Regions from separate parts of the Rattus norvegicus genome. Here region 1 is linked to region 2. Evidence: chromatin contacts called from public Hi-C data. All regions are on one chromosome and are shown on one strand. Each heading gives the region's core, a stretch centred on a gene start, on an enhancer-like site or on the middle of the called end of the contact. The rest is flanking DNA. Distances are from core to core; before and after follow the strand shown.

Region 1 (2,816 bases), core at 97-2,596, 93 kb before region 2:
GTGTGTGTGAAAGAGCAGCTTTACCCAACCTGCTGCGGATGACAGAACAAATTCGGAAAGGAAGAATCTTGAAGAGATAGCAACCACGAGGCTAAAAAGAACTGTAGAAGAGAACAAGATTACTACAGAGGCTCTTTCTACGCCCCCTCCGCCGTCAACGAAGAAAAGACATAATTGTACCCCCGGGCTGTGTTTTATGCATAAAGCGCAATTTAGAGACCCTGGACATTATCTCAATAACTATCCTTAGGAGATGCACATTTAAAAAAAAGAAGGAAGAAGAAGAAGAGGAGGAGGAGGAGGAGGAGGAGGAGGAGGAGGAGGAGGAGGAGGAGGAGGAGGAGGAGGAGGAGGAGGAGGAGAAGAAGAAGAAGAAGAAGAAGAAGAAGAAGAAGAAGAAGAAGAAGAAGAAGAAGAAGAAGAAGAAGAAGAAGAAGAAGAAGAAGAAGAAGAAGAAAGAAGAAAAGAACTTTTACTGTTTTGTAATGGAAGGGGGTGTCATGCAGTGTGGAAGTACTACTACTCCATCTAGAGCTTTCTGGAGGGCCCACCCAGAGCTGTGAACCCGGCCGACACCGCAGGCTGCCAAGTTTCCCCCGCCTGCTGGGCAGGTTCTGCACCCCGCCTGGCGCTGCCGCCTAGGAGTTCTGGGTTGGCTTCGCTCCAGCGGCTGCACCCGCGTCCGCACCGCGTCCCGCGCCCACCTGGGGACTGCACAGATAAATCTGACTGTGAGAGCGAGCGAGCGAGCGAGGGTAGCGCGTGGGAAGCTGTTTCATAATCTACCCGAATCCACAGGGAGAGACCTCCGGCCCCAAAAAAACAAGCCTTCCCCGTGATAACTCGAACCCCCAGGCCGAAGAGGGAAGCCTGCATCTGCGGTTTGCCACTGACAGCTTCAAACTTTGCAGCTGCGGCTGCAAACTTGCCACAGGCTCACTCTCAGCCCTGGCTCTCCCCAGCTCCCGGGCTCACCCCCGGGGCGGCGGCTCCGGCTCGCACACCACGCCTGCCTCTCCCACACCCTCCTGGCTCACCGGGCGGGCGCAGCCCCACATGGCCCGGTTGCCGGTCCCAGGGTGCGCCGGGCTCCCCGGGGCTCCGGGAGTGATTTTCTTGGAAAGCCTCCGAGCTCCTCCCGGGCGTGCCCTACTCACTTGTGTCTTCTTCATAAGGAAAGGCAGCGCTGCGATCCAGCCCAGGCAGCGGTGTGGCGACTCCGTTTAGCTGTTCTGGAGCTCCAGCATATTGCACGAGCAGCGGCTGCAGATAGTCCCAGCATTGGGTAGCTCGAGCGCAGCGCCCCGTCCTTGGCCGTTGCTTTCCCGCGGCACTCTCAGTCCCGGTGACAGACAGCAAATGAAGCCCGGGCTGCTGCGCCGCCAGCGCTTTTTATACAGAGCCCGCCCGCCCGCTCCGGACACGCCTCCTTCCCTTCCGGAGCCTCCGGGAGGCAAGCTGCGCGCTGAGCCTAGGCTGGGAGACCCGGGAGCGCGCTGAAGGGCGGGGATTGTCCCAGAGGTTGGACCGATCGAGCCTGGTGCGTCCCCTGTCTGGGTACTGGCCAGAGTCCATGAGGCACCGGGTGTCTCCGATGCCGCTGAACAACCTGCAGTAGCCGCCCGCGCCGCGCGCTGGGCTCCGAGAGTCCCAGCTCCTTAGCAGGCTCACCCAGTACTGTCCGGGGACCCGCGTTGTACTGTGCGCTCTGGAGAGGGTCCCAGCTCTGGAGCGGTGCGGCGGGGAGGACTTCACTTGGTTCTGAGCAAAGACTTTTCTTCTACCCCGCCTCGGGGAAATAGAACCAACAACAAAAAGTTTAATTACACTCCATGGTTTAGCCATTGTCTTAGCCAGTTTTTCTTTCCTTTTCTTTCTACTTCCCTTCCTTCCCTTCCTTCCTTTCCTTTTTCCTTTTGTTTCTCCTCTATTACTTTAGTGAGAAAATAATTGACTCAGAATCAAATATTACTGAGGGAGATGCAGTTTTCAACAGTTTACTACAGTACCTTTGGAAAACATAGGTCACTAAATGTATGGGTTCTCACAGCAAGGGTTTTGGAAGTTCCACTTTTAGGTTAGGAAAGTCTGTAAAATCGGAAAGAATGGAATGTTCATGGTAATAGCTCACACGCTTAAGCGATGTATCTTTTATTACATACTAGGTGTTGTGCAAGAACTATTCATGCATTATCTCTTTTCCATGGGCCTAGTGTGTAGAGCCTGGTGTGTGTTTCTATCCCTCCCCTCCCGTGTGTGTGTGTGTGTGTGTGTGTGTGTGTGTGTGTGTCCACGAGTGTGTGTGTCTTTTCCATTTTACAGATTAAGAAATAGCCCTAAGAGGTTAATTTCCCCAAATAGTCAAGTAGCAGAGTTCAAATCCAGATCCTACTGCCCTAAAAAAAATTAATTAATTAAAAATAATATATATATCGTTCTTGTTCCCAAAACCCTTCAACATTTTTACATGTAATTGAGGAATAATTTTTTTAAAAAGCAAAGCACTTTGTTATTTTTGTAAGAAATATATTAGCCTGAAACCCCCATCAGTAATTTTTTGGAACAAGCATACTGTCCAGTCATTCTTATAAGAGAGGACTATTCCAAATTTGCTTTGATTATTAATTAGCCCAGTTGCCATTGTTTAAAAAAAAAAGTTAATAAGCCAAAGTCACTGTGCTGCTTGCCTACCGGTGCTGAGAATTTAACACAGAATAAATGGTGTAAATCATCACACATTCATCTTAGTGTTGAGGGTCAAAAGTCCAAAATGGCTATTGTTGAAGGAAAACCAGCTGTTGCCAAGATTTGCATTC
Region 2 (2,999 bases), core at 164-2,663:
TTCATATCTGCACATAGCTGTGGAACTCTGGTTTTTCTTTCTTTGTGACATCCACAGAGAGCCGCCCCTTTTATCCCTCTGCGGTGTGTAAATGAATACATTTTGAGTTTGCAACACAATCACAGATTCCTAGAAAGAGTTTGATTCGTATTCACATAAAGAAGTAAGTGTACTTAATTGATACCAATTATTGACTGATTGTCATTTTCTTCAAGGACGGTACTTTTAGCTCGTGAGGAGGAGCAGGCTAATCAGACCGCAGGATTGATTGCATCATTGTGCGGTGAATTTGTTGTCAATGAGTTTTGCTCCGCCCACCCCAGACATCTGCAAATATAGATGAATAAGCAGTTACTTGGTACTGTGGGACTCATCTTAAAACACAGTTTCAACTGCCACTTTGGTTCTCAATAGGATGCTTCCCAAGGATCAAAGGCCACTGCTTGCATCAGTTTATACGGATTACAACCCCATATCCCTCATAAGACACTGAACCAGTACTATCATGAATTATCATAGAAAATTTCTTATTTCCAATACTTATCTAAACGGACCATCTGTGGGCACAGATTTTGTTAGCTAGTATGTTTCAGAACAGCGTAAAGGAAACATGAATGAGTGACTGCATAAAGAACTGTGGCATCTCCTTTAATCCCCAAAGCAAAAATTAAAACCTTTATTTTTGTTCTAATAGGTTACAGAATTCAAATTCATACATATATGTCTCCTAATCTATTGTCTAAAAACTTTTCTTAGTGAAAAAAAGTGTTCTCTACATAGTAATCAGAAAAGAGGAAAAATATTGGCTACACAGAGCAAAAAGAAGTACAACAAAACAAAACAAAATTCCCCCTTAAAAAAAAAAAAGAATGAAAAACATTGCCTTACATAAGCTTAGGTGTTTTTATTCATTAGCATTTGTCAAGATTCCGTCTTTTACCACATCTTGGCAAGACCTTACAGGTTATTTTTAAATTTTCTCTCAACACAAGCTACTCCATTGTCTTCTTGTGGTTTTAAGAAGAATTGCCAGTGGGTGTGGTTAGCAGTGGTTAGATTGACAGAATTACTCATGGTATTTACTTGGGTTTTAATTGTGCTCAGACAGTGATCTGTTTTACACTTTGACAAGCCCCATATAGAACACAATATCTCAATACGCCTATTCATCCATTTATTCCTGAGATGCCCAGCGTTAACTGGTTTCACTATCTTAAATGCCTCAAATACCAAATGTTATATCCCTCGTATGTGATGTGATAACAGATTCTGTAACACGTTCCCCTAGAGTACTTCACAGTTCATATTTCTGGTTTAGTGCTGGTTCTCAAAATATACTATCACTCTTAGAGGAAGTGAAGTTATGAGCTATCCACAGCAGAGGACTTGGCAAAGCTGATGTCTGAGTCACCAATTCAAAACTGGGAGAACTGGTGAAAGTCATAGAACGCCTGAGTGTCAGTTCGTCCAGACGTGGTGTGTAATGAATCCATGCACTGACTTTTGCCAGCATTAGGTGGGGGGATGTTTATTAACCCACCTCATGCTGAGATAAATATGAATCATTTCTAGTATGACTATGAGGGTGCAGTGCTCCTCTTTTCTTTTAACCAGTCTGAGAGAGAGAGTTTCTGCCTATCTGTCTGTGTGTGTGTTGGTGTCTGTCTCTTTATGTATATCAGTGTCTGTATGTCTCTGTATGTGTCTGTCAGTGTCTGTCCGTCTTTCTGTGTGTCAGTGTCTGTCTCTGTGTTTCGGTGTCTGTCTGTCTCTTTCTGCCCCTGTCTTTGTCGCTCTGTGTGTGTGTGTGTGTGTGTGTGTGTGTGTGTGTGTGTGTGTGTCAGTGTCTCTCTATGTGCTGGTGTCTGTCTGTCTGTCTGTCTGTCTGTCTGTCTGTGTCAGTGTCTGTCTATCTATGTGTATCTGTCAGTCTTTGTTTCTCTGTCTTGGTGTCTGTCTATCTGTCTTGCTGTGTGTGCTGGTGTCTGTGTAAGTGTCTGTCTGTCTCTCTCTGTGTTTGTGTACATGCACACACGTGCACATGTGAAGATCGGAAGATAATCACGTGTCATTCCTTCCTTTTCTCTTTGTTCACGACTTTTCTCTTTGTTTTTCACTCTGTATGCCAGGCAAGCTAGCCCACGCCTTCTGGGAATTCTTCTGTTTCCTCCTCTTGTCTTGCCAAAGTAGGAGCTCTGGAGTTACAGAAGAGTGCCAGCTACGTCAGGGTAGCTACTGTCTGTTTTACGTAAGTTCTGAGGATTCAAACTCAGCACTTCATGCTTGCACAGTACTCAACCCACAGAACCACACACCCTTCCCACTTCTTTAGTCAATATATCTGTTCCCTCATTAGTAAATGCAATAAAGTGCTGTGATATGAAGTTAGACTGTGGGGTGGACTGCTTCCTACAACTAACATCAACCCTAGGCTAGTGACTGACTTTGTTATTCCTCAGTTTCCCCATCCATAACATGGCCATGATAGGATTTCCTCCACACAGTGATAACACAAAGATGAAATAATTTCATAAACATTAAGTACTTATAATAATCCACAATATAACAAGTCCTCTACATAAGTTAGCTAATACTTTTTATTATATATTGATAAAATGGTCCCCAAATATTAAAAAAAGATAGATTAGTAAATAAACAAAAGTTGTGAGGATCAATTTTTAGAACATTTTAGGTGTAAATATTTCATCAGAAAGCATGGTCTTAACCAAAGACAGATTGTCCCTTGTAGAATCCAGCTCTTCTACACAGCTCTACAGAACTGGTCGAATAGTGCCCAGTTATTTTCTTCTCTGTTTGCTCTCATAACCCATGCAAACACGTTTTAATAACTAGGTTGAAGTGTTCAGTCGCACCACAGTGTGTGGCACACGGCAAGCACTCACTGCATGTTTGAGTGTCTGGAGCTATCCAGTGCTGGTGACAAACTGCTTCTCTTTGGTGAAATGGGGATGGCACACAGAAACTGTCAGTGCCTCTAC

Evidence for each region. A called contact is a pair of places that touch in the nucleus more often than the background predicts.
Region 1: a contact with region 2 is called in a Hi-C map of the A7r5 cell line, with 2.0 times the contacts expected there. The contact joins the promoter of Kitlg here to the enhancer-like site in region 2. A contact is called at or near these places in 2 of 12 Hi-C or Micro-C datasets (the A7r5 cell line and mammary epithelial cells).

What each region holds. Positions count from the first base shown.
Region 1 is chr7:36,781,190-36,784,005 of GRCr8, reverse strand. It overlaps Kitlg (KIT ligand), which reads right to left and starts at 1,346. Exons shown (of 10, transcript NM_021843.4): 1 at 1,158-1,346. The coding sequence starts at 1,172.
Region 2 is chr7:36,688,190-36,691,188 of GRCr8, reverse strand. No RefSeq gene overlaps it. Among named protein-coding and RNA genes, the nearest start is that of Kitlg, 93 kb to the left of the region's middle. Within about 2 kb of position 1,413, at least 22 of the 93 cell types and tissues checked have an H3K27ac peak or open chromatin away from gene starts, as enhancers often do. A contact at or near this core is called in the A7r5 cell line, where this site is marked.